2 separate regions of the Sus scrofa genome follow, and region 2 is linked to region 1. Evidence: chromatin contacts called from public Hi-C data. All regions are on one chromosome and are shown on one strand. Each heading gives the region's core, a stretch centred on a gene start, on an enhancer-like site or on the middle of the called end of the contact. The rest is flanking DNA. Distances are from core to core; before and after follow the strand shown.

Region 1 (6,908 bases), core at 2,831-5,330:
AGTTGGTATGAAATTGTTGGGTGAGTTGACTCAGGACGCCCTCTTTCCTTCTCCCTTGTGTAACCCTGAATTATGCTCACCCCAAACCCACACACACAGAGCAACTAGGGGAAGTCATTCTGGTTCACTGAATGGCCCTGGCATGTCTCCCACCCCTGAAGAGCCACTGGACTGCCCCTCTCCATATCCATCCAGTGAGAGTTGCATTGGCACCATCTCTGGTAGCCCATCTTAATTCACACCAAGCACATTGCATGGCAAACTGGCAGGAAGGAGAGGAGGTGGGTCTCCACCAAGTCTACGGGGTGTCCGATCTACCTACTAAGAAACCACAAAGGCATACTCCATTTGGCCGTGGGAGGACTGACTGCAGATTTCATGGCCGAGTTAGCAAAGTGTCAGGCAAACCCAAGAGCATGTTGCACCAGAGCGATGTGTGGGTGAATCCTCAGGCATCCCAGCAGGCGTGGGAGCAGGTTACATGAGATGGGTGTGGGTTTGCTAGTGAGGAATGAGAGGAAGGTGCAGGGAGGGTGGGTGGGGTCAGAGGTGGGCGAGGGTGGAGGTGAGGAATGGGGCCCCAGCTGGGGTTGGACCTAGTAGTTAGACCAGTAGTTTGGAACCATTTTTGGGTCATGGCCTCATTTGGGAATCTGATGAATGCTAAGATTTCCTGCACACGCACACACGCACGCACACACGCACACACGCACACACACACACACACACACCCCAACCCATAAATCTTGCACACAGTGTCAGGAGTTCCATCAACCTAAAAAGCTCATCCAGGGGCTCAGGATTAAAAACCTCCGGTCTAGACTAGTTCACAGGGACTTGTCACAAAGAAATCCAAAGGCTGCATTAAGAATTTGAGAACATTTGTTTTTTTGTGTGTGTGACAGAGATTTGGGGAGTTTTGCAGGTTTGGGAATTAAATTCCAAGGCCCACTTATTCTATAAATGGTTTTTTCTTCCAATTTTTATTTTGAGAAATTTCAAAGTACCAAAAAATTGCAAGCTCACATAGTCTTTAATCACATTCCCCAAGTGTCAACATTTCTCCTGAATCTCTCCCCTCTCCCCGTTCGTGCTTGTGCTCTCAGGAACTTATGTCTCTCTGCAGAACCGTTTGAAAGTTGCAGATATTATGATACTTCATCCCCAAACATTTGGCATGTAATTTCCAAGATCAAGAAAGTTTCTTGCCTAAACACAATATAATCCTCTCACTCATAAAACTGAACATCGATACTTTGATACTTTTATGTATTCAAGTTTCCCAAGTAGCCCCAATACGGTGTCCTTTTATCTGCATTCTTTCTCCTTCCCTTCCTCCCTCTCTCCTTCCTTTCCTTCCTCCCTCTCTCATCGGGGATTGAATCCAGAATTATACACTTTATTTAAAATAGTTACATCTCTCAGTCTCCTTTAATCAAGAGCACTACTCCAGAGGTTTTTTGGGTTTCTTTCTTTTTTTTTTTTAGAGTCCAGGCTAGCTGTTTTGCAGAAAGCTCCCCAGTTTTGATTTGTCTGATTAGATTCAAGTTAAGGTTTGGCGGCAGATGTTGTGTCCTTTCTTGGTGCAGCACATCAGAGGGTCCCTTGGTCCTTTACTGGATGATGTCAAGTGTGATTCAGGATTAGAGTGATGACCTCCAGGTTCCCCTTTGTAATTAACACGTGCTCTGTAGGGTAACACTGTATTCATTGAAAGCCTTGAGCTGTGGCAAGTGCAGGGTGAGCCAGTGGTGAGCACCTACCTAGACTCAGTTTTTGCTCTTATGCTGTTTTTACAGTGGAGGAAATAGACAATAACCTAAGAAACAAATAATTACAAGATATGCAATTTTCTGAAGAATGTGGATGGGTGTTGAGCACTATCAACTCTAATATTTAAAATGAACTTAAAGCACTGGGAACTATATCTAGTCACTTATGATGGAGCTTGATAATTTATGTGTGCCTGGGTTGCTGTACAGTAGAAAATTGACAGAACACTGTAAACCACGTATAATGGAAAAAAAATCATTAAAAAATAATAAAATGGGAGTTCCCGTCGTGGCGCAGTGGTTAACGACTCCAACTAGGAACCATGAGGTTTTAGGTTCGGTCCCTGCCCTTGCTCGGGGGGTTAGGGACCCGGCGTTGCCGTGAGCTGTGGTGTAGGTTGCAGATGTGGCTCGGATCCTGCGTTGCTGTGGCTCTGACGTAGGCCAGCAGATACAGCTCCAATTAGACCCCTAGCCTGGGAACCTCCATATGCCATGCGAGCGGCCCAATAAATGGCAAAAAAAAAATAAATAAATAAATAAAATGAACTTAAAAGTGAGACTTGGAGAGGAAAAAGGAGTCAGGCAGAGAAAAATGGAACTGGAGGGGGTAGAGGTGATGTCGGCCAAACTTGGAGGGTAGAAAAAACTGAAAGACGGGCATCTCAAGGAGAGCAATGTGTAGGGAAAGGCCCTGGTCAGATAATAATCATATTGAGCACTCAGTATCTGCTAGACACTGTTCTAAGTGTTTTTCATGGTTTATTTTGTCTAATCTGCTCCATAGTCGTGTGAGGTAGGTGCCATTACTGCTTTTATTTTGTAAAATCCACAGCATAGAGAGGTTAAGTTATTGGCCCAAGGTAACACAGCTTGTAAGTAGCAGAGCTGGCATTCAAACACGGAAGGATCTAGCTTCAGAGTTTGTTCTCTTAATTGTATCAAGAAGGAGGAAGCAGGGCCTCACCTAGAAAACAGAATATGAAAAAGGATTGGATTCAAAGCAACCCAGGCTGAGTGATTAAAAAATGTGGGATGGAAAAGCAAGACCAAAGAAAGGCCCAGAACATCAAGGAGAGAAGAGTGTTCAGGGCTAGAAGGCAACCTAATAAAATAGGCCAAAGTTTGGTTGGCCACCCCACCCTCAGTCCATACCCAACTCCTAGCCTGTCCCTTCAAGGCAGGACTCTCACAATTCTCCTGCTCTCTGTCCTCCCAAACCAAACCAAGGTATTTCTATGGTCTCAAAGTGTCTCCACACATTTTGCTTATTAATTACAAAGGGAAAAATAGGAACTTTACAGTGAGTAACTTGGCTGACTCCAACTTAACCAAGTGAGGATATGAACATAAAGAGAGTTCTTAGGGAAGGTTCTGGAAGGATATTTTGGGGAAAATGTAAGATAAGGGTTTTGTGGATGAAGAGAGAAGGGGAAGTCTGGAGGTTCAAGAGTCTGTGGGTGGCAGGGGAGAGTCTATCAGGGAAGATGGGCTGTCTCTGGGAGGGGTGGGGAAATCAGGAGTTGGAGAGGTTCTGAGTGAAAAGAGCAAGTTTCATGAGGGAGGGACTTGATGGGAACAGTTTGGGTGACAAAAGTGTCACAGCAGGGTCGGTATGAGAGGTCTGGTGGTGAAACTCTGGATGACGAAAGGGTAGAGAGCTTTGGGGTAGGGGGTCTCTAGGAGAGTCCTGGAAGAGTAGGCGAGGGGGCAAGGCTCTAGGACAGCAGCCTGTGGGCGGGGAGGCCCTGTGATGAGCGCTTTCTGCCAGACCAAGGATGGGTAGATTTGGAAGGGGATCCTGGAGGGGCGGGGTCAGGGGCGGGACCAGGCCGGCGGGCGGGTCCCCCCGCGCTGCAGGGGGCGCTGTGAGGCTGGGCGGCCCCGGGCCGGGCGTCGGCCGCTCCTAGTGAGCGCGGCCCCTTTTCCGGGTTTCCTCCTCCTCCTTCTTCGCCGCCGCTGCCGCTGCCCCTTTCCCGGCCGGCGGCTGCCGCTGCTGGTGCCGCCGACGCCGCCGCCGCCGCCTCGGGGCCGCGAGCCGAGCGGAGGCCGCCGCGGAGCGCGAGCGCCATCCGCCCCGCCGTCCCGCCGGCAGCTCCAGGGCCCGGCCGGCTTGGCCGGCGCCCCCCGCGCCCCCAGCCCGCCCGCCCCCGCGGGCCCGGCCTGGCGCGGCCGCCCGCCGCTGCGCTCCTCCTCCTCCTCCGGCGGCCCGCGGCCCGCCGCCTCCTCCGCCCGCCGCCCCGCGCCCCCCGTCGCGCCGCCGCCGCCGCCCTCGGCGCCCCGCGACGCCCCCCGGTCCCGCCCGCCATGCCGGGCCCGGCCGCGGGCAGCAGGGCCCGGGTCTACGCCGAGGTGAACAGCCTGAGGAGCCGCGAGTACTGGGACTATGAGTCTCACGTCCCGAGCTGGGGGTAAAGCCGCCGCCGCCCCCCGCCGGGCCCTCTCACTCCCACCCCCGCCCGGCCGTCCCCCCACCCCCCGCGCAAACCGCACTTGTCCCCCGCTGTCTATCTCCTCGCCTGCCCCTTTGCTGGGCCTGCGCTTCTCCGGTCTGGGGTGGGAGGTCCACTCCCCCCACCAGTGCCCTCGTCTTCCTCTCCTCCCTTCCGCTTCTCCCTCCCCGTTGTGCGTACCCCTTACCCCAGGGTATACTTCCTTACAAGTGTAGGGGTCCAGGGACCAGAGCCCGGTGGGAGTAAGGGAGCAGCCTTTCCTTTTACGCTTTGGGGTTTCTATTGGGGTGGGAAGTCAGCAGCTGTCCTCTTGAGCTATTAAAATTCTTTGCTTTTCTATTTTTTTGAAATGAGGATGGGTGGGAGGAAATTTTTTAAGGATGTCCAGATTCGCAAGGCAGGCGGTGTCTACCTTCTGGGTGTGCAATAGAAGGCAGGTGCTGGGCGGAGGGGCACCTCTGGGCCTCCGGGATGGATGCTTTGCTCACCTCTAGATTGAGTCAGACCCGTGCCTTCCACCTTATCTCCCCTAAGTTATGAGGGACCAATTAGGTTAGGAACTGCGTCTAGTGCGAGGAGCCAAGTTTATGTTGTGGCTTTCATTTAGGGAATGAGTTGTGGCATGATGTGTAGACACTTCCAAGTGCTTGATTAATGGAAGCGCCTGGATGGGGTGTGTAGTGGGCATAGGCTTGGTTAATCCTAAGTCCTGCCATTTATATTTGTCGCTCTTGGCTTTCACAGTAATCAAGATGATTACCAGCTGGTTCGAAAACTTGGTCGGGGAAAGTATAGTGAAGTATTTGAGGCCATTAACATCACCAACAACGAGAGAGTGGTTGTAAAAATTCTCAAGGTGAGTGTCTTATGAGCGGCGTTAAAGTTTCTTTTTCACAGGTCAGAAGGATATGAACTATTTCAGCCACATTCTCCAATGAGCAGTTTGAGCTCTCATTTTGCATCTGTTCTGTCTGATGTCCCTCTCCTACTCCTCCCACCTCATTTTCCTGTGAACTTTCAAGAAAATCTGCAGAAATAGGCAGACCTGTTTCAACTCTAAGTGTGATGGTTCAGGAACATGCTTGTTCTGAAATGTAATTAAAGGCTTCCAAAGTGAAACTTCCAAAGGGGCTCCATTTATTAGAAAATAAATAGGCATTCAGAAGCAAAAAGAGCCTTTTCATGAAGATCCTATCAACGCAAAGGCTCCTCAAGTACTGTATATGTTATTCCAGAAAGTTGTAAAAAAGTAGCTTCAAGGATGCATTTGAAACCTGAGTGGAGGGAACCACTCCTGTGGAAAAATGACTTGTTTTTTCCTTCTTGGTGTTAAAAGTTTCAGGTAAGATGGATATAGTGAGCCAGTAGTGCCAGGAAGATTCATTGTTGCTTATCAGCTAGTAAACGTGAAGTTGGGTTGTTTTGAATTAAAGCAAAACAACCTGTCTAGTTTATAGAACCCTGAATTTGTTAAAGATACCTTTTGTCATCTCTTGAAGGAAGGCTTGATCTTGATGAACATGAAGAGTTGGCTAAATTCTCTTCTGAGTAACTGGTTGTGTAGCTTTGATAATGTGTCAAAGGCATATAAAAAATAATTCTTAGACTCTTTTCAATGATCATTGCCTGATCATTTAATGTGCGTGCATGTCATTTAGTGAAATCACGAGAAGACCAAAGAGTTGATTAGTAGGAGCATATAAGCACTTTCACATATACAAGAGTTCCAATGTGGCCATTTTGGAGAGGCTCTGCGAACAAGAATGTAGGATTGAAAAGCTGTTTTTGTGCCTTAAGTAAAGTTGGGGCAGCTGTGTCCCGATTTAAAAAGGGAGGTCAGGCTTCGACTATCAGAAAATCACCTTTCAGAAAAGTGATTGACTCTGTTACTGCTACCATTCTAGCCTTGTGATGAAGAGGCAGGTTTGCAGAGAAATAGGCAAGTTATTTGTGCTGTCAGAAACACTGGGGGGGAGATGTGAGGAATTGATACTGAAGATAGGGAGTTTGACTCTCCTCTTCCCTAAATATGAACTGCTCCTACAAAGTCACGTGGTCTTTATTTTTTTTCTTCACAAATATTTAAAGAAATATTCCCATCAGAGAAGTCACCTGGGAAACCATACAGTTTTTTTCTGTTAAACATTAGCATAAATGTTTTTAATAGAGCTACTTAAAATCTCTCTAGGAAATAAGCAAGGCATAAATTGACATTAGGAGTACCCATATCCCACTGTTGTGCAATCAGAAGAATAAACTGCTGACTCTAAAGCAATTCCAGAAAAATGTCTAAACTTTGATGTGATGGTAGCATTTTTAGAGTAAGTATGCAACTTCCTGTGGCGTCTTTTGAAAGGGAACCACATTCAGGTGTGTATATAAGTAATAGTACATTCATTTAGGGAAGTGTCATATTGCCCTTTTGTCATCCTTGTGGAGAACTTCATAGCCTCAGTTGCTGGATAGTTTTCCCCTGCTCTAAAGATTTATAGGATATGTTTAGGGTACCCGATATGGAAACTGAAGGACATTTTTAACCAACCAGAAATTTAGGCACCAAGAAGCATATCTAACGTCACTATGTTGAAATAACCCTTGGCCAGAACTCCTGTTTCCTATTTTTTTCCTCTCTCTTACTGTTTGTTTTAGTGTTAGGTTGTAAGATCTTAACATTGAGCACAGA
Region 2 (6,908 bases), core at 1,985-4,484, 36 kb before region 1:
TCCTTTAAGTGGCAGGCCAGGCCCCATATACATTTGGGTCCCTCAATTTAAGGGAATTATTTCAAACAAAGATGGTCTGGGAGTGTCAGTCCACCAGGTGGAACCTGATTCTGTTCATACTCAACTGAAGGAGAAACCTTGGCAGGGAAGGAAGAATCCAAAGTAGAACGGGGAGAAAGTCACATGAGGAAAAGAATTCTTAGGTCTTGCTGCTATACCTGTGCAATTTCTGCTCCTGATATCTTAATTTCTGATAATCGCAGAGATCGTTGGTCCCTGGGTTCCAGTTTATTGTAATATTTTTCAAACATCTCTGTCTCAGTTTTGAGCGCAGAGTTTCCATAGCTGCAAGACAGAGGGTGCCTGGGTAAGTTCCACCAATATAGGACTTGAACCCCCAAATAGCTAGTATTTAACACTTCAGCTTTGTAGGACCCTCTGCAAGATACTTAGCCTCTTAGTGCCTCACTTTCCAGATCTTTAAAATGGGAATAATACCAGTACCTATCTTTTAGGGTTGCAACAAGGAATACAAAGACTTTGGGGGAGTTCCCACTGTGGTGCAGCAGTAACAAACCTGACTAGTATCCATGAGGACTCGGGTTCTATCCCTTGCCTAGTTCAGTGGGTTAGGGATCTGGCGTTGCCATGAGCAGTGGTGTATGTCACAGATGTGGCTAGGATCCCAAGATGCTGTGGCTGTGGCATAGGCCAGCAGCTATAGCTCCAAATCAACCCCTAACATGGAAACTTCCATATGTCAAGGGTGTGCCCCCCCCCAAAAAAAAGGCTTTGGGACAGTGCCTGGCACACAGTACATGCTATTTAAGTATTTGATATATTTTAAATATATATCGAGGGGTTTCCACCGTGGTACAATGGGTTAAGAATCTGACTACAGCAGCTAGGGTCACTGCAAATACACGGGTTCAATCCTCTGCCCAGAGCAGTGGGTTAAAGGACATGGTGCTGAGGCAGCTGTGGTGTAGGTCACAGCTGCAGCTTGGATTCAATCCCTGGCCCAGGAACTTCCATATGTCACAGTGCAGCCGTAGAAAGAAAGGAAGAAAGAAAAGAAAAATATATCTAATGAGCCACAAAATTCAGAGCACTGGGATTATAGGCATACCTTGGGGATACTTCAGGTTCAGTATCAGACCACCTCAACAAAGAAAATATCACAATAAAGTGAGTCACATAATTTTTTTTAGTTTTCCAATGCATATAAAGTTATGTTTATATTGCACTGTAGTCTACTAAGTATGCAATAGCATTATGTCTAAAAAATGTACATATCTTTTTTTTTTTTTTTTTTTTTGGCCATGCCCAGGGCATGTGGAAGTTCCCCAGCGAGGGATGGAACCCGAGCCACAGTACAGACCCGAGCCACTGCAGTGAAAACACTGGATCCTTACCCTGCTGTGCCACAAAGGAACTACAAAAAAGTGCATATCTTAATTTAAAATGCTAAAAATGCTGAACATCATCTGAGCCTTCAGTGAGTAATAATCTTTTTGCAATAGTAACATTAAAAAAAGACTGATGACAAATCACATAATATAATAATAATGAAAAAGTTTGAAATATGATGAGAATTACTAAAATGTGACAGAGACACAAAGTGAATAAATGCTGTTAGAAAAACTGGCACCAACAGGCTTGTTCAATTCAGGGATGCACAAAACCTCATGGTGTAAAAAATGCAGTGTCTTCCAAGCACAATAAAGCAAAGTGCAGTAAATCAAAGTCATGCCTATATACTGAAAACTGCTATGTTTCAAGTATCTTCTAATCCATGTGTGAAATTCCTTCTGAATTACTCTGTTTTTGAAGGTACATATAACCACAATCTTCAGATGTTTCCTTTGGTTTAAATTCCTCAGCTCTTTTATTTCCAGAACCCAGTGGATCCACTAGAAGTTTATTATAAATGGTGGGAAAGCTTTGTATAGATGGTTTTTAAACAACTAGAGAGACAAACCTAGTTTATTCTGTATGTGCCAAGATTATGACCCTTTTAATTTATATAACATTCATACATATGAGTGTGTATAATACATACATATGTTTGTAAATGTATATATAAGGGAGAGAACAGCTTTGATATTTTCATACATCATTGAGCTAATTCCTATTTGGCTGAATTTTAAGCTTAGTGGGAAACGTTCAATGGAAATATCAAAGCAATTTTCTTTTTCAGCATGTAGTGTTCCCACCTGAGTCTTAATCCTAGCACTAGCACTGACTAGCTGTGTGACCTTAGGAAAGTGACAACTTCTGTGTCTGTTTCCTCACCCACTTCTTAGGGTTCCTGTGCCATTATACAAGACTATATATGCAAAATACTTGGCACATAATAAGCACTCAAAAGATTGTAGCTATTTTAGTAATAATACCTCAGTTCTGACCTAAGCTATTTATTAACATATAGAAATAACATCTATTCTGCTGCCAGGTCAGGATATTCTTCCAAAAAGTTGTACAATTAACCTCAACTGCATCATGGAATCTTGATATCCAATATATTTGTTATAGTAGATACAAAACACACTGCTAAAATTACAGAACATTAGGCTACTCCGTCTTTGCTGTCGACCTCCACGCTTATACTCTGGTTCAGGTGTAAGTTGCCTCATACTAAAAACATCTCAATAGCTTCTTTTCTATCGTCTGCCACATTAATTTAATCATAGAATCTTAGCACTGGAAAGGGGTTTAGAGGTCACGCGGTCCAACCTGCCACCGCACAGTAGAGAAGCGGCTAAGCACGGTGTGGCACCAGGCTGAAGCTCTGGCTTCACCAATTAGGTTCTGGGCTTCGCACCAGTTTCTGTTTTGGCTCCATCAGTGGCTTCTTAGCTCCGTGGCGGTGGAGATATAGGAATAAAGAGCAAAGGTAAACGCCTTCCCCACTTTTTGGGCTGGGGGTGGGGGTCTCAGTTTCCTCAGAGTTCACTTCGGACTTCGATTATCTCGGTGCTGGACCGAGTTTCGACCTCACACTCTGAGGAGGGACCGCCCCCAGAGGCCGGCTGGCTGGTACCTGAGCTCTTCCACCAGCCCGCAGAGCTGGATAATAGGTAGCTCGTTCTCGTCCTGGGCCTGCGCCTCGGAGGCAGAGGTCTCAGAGTCCTCATCCGTCATCACTGCAGAAGCTACCCTTGCCAAAGCCAAGGGTGACCAAGGGCGCCGGGTGCGAGAACCCACGCGTCACTCGGGCTGCGACCAAGCAGTAGGTTGCCAGGGCGACCCGGACGCATGCGTGAGGAGGCGGGGCTTCCTGAGGCCTCGCCCATCGATCCCAGCCCAACTCCTCGCTTCCGGGAACGTGATAGCTGACCTTGGGTGGACACCTAGGCACCTTCACGGTTTACTTTTACTGTCATGATTTTTAAAATGAGCTACGGTTCGCTCAGCGCTTACTGTGCTCTTGGCATCGTGTTAAGCAGAGTTTATGAAAATCCTTGCAACACTTGTTATAGTATCTATTCTTTTCTTTATGTATTCTCCAAATAAGGAAACAGAATCAGAAAGTTCGATTTGTGGGGGTGTCTTCTTTATCTTACCTCTCTGTGAGGCCTCTACTCTGCTTACCACCCCGGGCTTCATACATACTAACTGCAGTTTCTCTGGAATGCCAATAATCTGTATTCCTGGAAGGAAAAAAACTTAGCTGATTATTTAATGGGTATAAATTCAAGAGACATTTGTAAATTGACATTATGTACTATGTTTTGAGAATCCTGGAAGAAGGTGTGGAAGCAGACCATTCTGGCTTTCAAGGAGCTTCTAGTTAAATGAAGAAATAGCCCCCAAACCAGCTGTTGCAATCTGGAGTGATTATGGTAATATCTTTTCATAATGATCAATTCATTTAATCCTCAAAACAATCTTATGAAATTGGTATTATTATCTTCCTCTTACAGATCAGGAAATTGAGGAATAGAGTTAGATGAGTGGCCCACAGCCACCCAGGAATGGAGTTACCCTCCAGCTAAACCTAAATCCAGGCTGTTGACTTCTAAACTGATGTACATCATGGCAAGGATCTGCAAGGCAGCAAGGTATCTGTCTGTCTGCTCCCACCAGGACGGAGGAGGACAGAGAGAAGGATGGGCAGACTTCTTTGAGGGAGGGTGGGCAGACTTCTTTGAGGGAGGGTAGGCCTGGATGTGGTTAGAAAGCAGGCCGTGTTAAACTGCTTAGAATGAGGGTCAGCCACTCCCTGACCCTCCCTGCCTCCCAAGAGACGCCTGTGAGCATCAACACATAGTCACAGAACTCCAAAGGACTTTGGTTTTGAGGCTTAGGATGAACAAGTTTAGAGCCAGAGTTACTAGAGATGAAAGCAGGGAGGCTGAGCCCTACTACCCTTCTCTTCTCTCTGCTGCTAGGGCTCTTGGGATGGGCTCTGGGACCAATGGTTAATATACTCACATAACACGTAATGCAAATGGGAACCAGCCTCAAGAGGGCCCAAAGCAAGAAAGAGCTCTGAAGCAGGTCTGGCTCTGGTGCAAACAGCCCCCATCACTTGGGCAATGTGATACAGCAGACCCTAGGGTACTGGAAGGATCAGTGGTGGGAAAAGATGCAGCATGAAGCTTAAAGCCAGATCTACTGAGAGAATCATAATGCAGGACCTGGGATTTTGGAACAAGGCCATGCAATCGATGGCAGGGATTTTCACACCTTCTGAGAAATTGCACCTAGTCTGTTACTAGACCTTGGTAGAGGCAATACTTGACCATGCATCCAGTCCTGCCCATCATGAGCTGAGTCCTATTCGAACTACCACATCATAAAGTTGGGCATGCCTAGTCTCAATCCATTGTAAAATGGGAATGGTTTATCCAGGATGGAGTCCCAGCAGGCCCAGAGAACATAAGTAAGTGGCATGAGCAGGTAGCCCAGACCAACATGTCATAAACCACATTTGCTGAAGTACCTCCCCCCGTTTCACACTTGTGACCATATTAAGGAAGGAGACAGTCATGACCAGTTGAAAAAGGAAGGTAAAACTTGAGTTTGGTTTAGGGAGTAGGCTGGCTTGCAATTTGGGTACACGCCAAAAATGGACAGTGGCTGCACTGCAACCAGATACATGGGACACCTTGAAAGACACTGGAGAGAGAAAACCTTCTCAATGGGCAGAGCTGTGAGTGGTGCCCTTGCTCATCTATTTTGTGTGGAAGGAGAAGGGATCTCAAATGAGAAGTCACCTCAGGGGATTCAGCTAATAGGCAACTTTGACGCAAGGACTCTCCACATCAGCCTGGCTGAATGTTAGAATGGGGCTATAGCCTGAGAAATTTCCTCCCCAATCCTCCCTCCCTTTTTTTTCCAAGCATGAGATGTGCATCATGGTTTGAAGTCTCTCTCTGTCTACTCCTGCTTCTTTTCCTTTGTCCATCACAGGCATTTCCCCAGTAAATAAATCTCTTCATGTCTAATTGTCTTGGCTTAGAGAACCAGAATGAACACAAAAAATAAATTTTAATCTTAAAGATATTATTCAGATTTAGTAATACATTACATGTATGAACTAAAATGTGCACTTGCCAACCAAAAATATTACACTTTGCTGTTCACACCGTTTCACTGCTTTACAATTTTTTAAATTGCGGTAAAAAAATACACACAATTTAACATAACATAAAATTTTACCATTGTGTTCAGTAGTGTTACGTATAGGCACATTGTTATGAAACAGACCTCCAGAACTTCTTTTTTTTTTTTTTTTTTTTTTTTTTTTTTGTCTTTTTGCCTTTTCTAGGGCCACTTCCCACGGCCTATGGAGGTTCCCAGGCTAGGGGTCTAGTCGGAGCTGTAGCCGCCAGCCTATGCCAGAGACACAGCAACGTGGGATCCGAGCCACATCTGCAACCTACACCACAGCTCATGGCAACGCTGGATCCTTAACCCACTGAGCAAGGCCAGGGATCGAACCCGCAACCTCATGGTTCCTAGTCGCATTCGTTAACCACTGAGCCACCATGGGAACTCCAACTATCCTCCCCATCCTTGGTATTTGCTATGCTTTATTTTTTTCCCACAACACTTACCATAAATAAAATGCCATGTGTTTTAATTATTCACTTCTTTTCTCCCCAGCTCCACCCCCTGCCAACTGAAATATAAGCTTCATGAGGGAGTTTCATGTTTTACAGAGCTTTATCCCGAGTACCTAAAACAACATCTGACATACAGTAAGTGCCCAGAGATGTTTGCTGAATCAGTGAAAAATATCAAGGGAGGACTACGAGGGGTTTAAGAGCGCAGGTTCTGGGATCAAACAGACTCCCACTGGAATCTGGACACAGTCATTCTCTTGGTGTATGAGTGACTCTGGGCATATCTCTCATCATCTCTGTCCTAAAGTTTCTTCCTTCAGAAAAAGGTGAATAAGTGGGATCAGTACCCATCTCGTGGGTGGCTAGGAAGATTCACCAAGGCAAAGAGGAAGTGCAGAAGGGATGTGACAGGAGATGTTCTTAGTCTAGTTCTACACTCCATTCCCACCATCTTCCCTCCACTCCCACCTGCGAGGGAACAGTAACTCTCGAGGATCAGCAGGGAGGCCATTGAGCTGGCACCTGCTGAGTAGTCCCAGACTCTAGAGAGGAAAGTTAAAGTCAGTTGGGCAAGCCTCCTTCTTCTGGGCTTAAATTAGACATAGGATCCTCTTCTGAGGTGGGCTGGGAAGGGAGGGAAGATGGAGCCTGTTCACAGAGACAAGCTTCCATGCATTACCCCTTTCACATCCCTCCCTGAAATCCAGAATCCAGCCTTGCATGGTAGAGAGTGGCAGCTTCCTCTCCCTGGAGTGGATGGGTGTAGGTGGTCTCAGAAAATATTTGCTTCTCCTCAAGAGCACAGCCAGCCTCGGTCATCGGACTGCCAGATGC

What was found. Hi-C and Micro-C count contacts between places; a contact is called where the count stands out from the background.
Region 2: a Hi-C map of epiblast stem cells shows a contact between it and region 1, with 4 times the contacts expected there. The contact joins the promoter of CCDC113 here to the promoter of CSNK2A2 in region 1. A contact is called at or near these places in 3 of 47 Hi-C or Micro-C datasets (embryonic fibroblasts, epiblast stem cells and liver).

What each region holds. Positions count from the first base shown.
Region 1 is chr6:20,013,896-20,020,803 of Sscrofa11.1, reverse strand. It overlaps CSNK2A2 (casein kinase II subunit alpha'), which reads left to right and starts at 4,080. Exons shown (of 12, transcript XM_021093948.1): 1 at 4,080-4,183; 2 at 4,970-5,081. The coding sequence starts at 4,080.
Region 2 is chr6:20,049,007-20,055,914 of Sscrofa11.1, reverse strand. CCDC113 (coiled-coil domain containing 113) reads right to left here and starts at 3,234. Exons shown (of 9, transcript NM_001244688.1): 1 at 3,044-3,234; 2 at 219-345. The coding sequence starts at 3,144.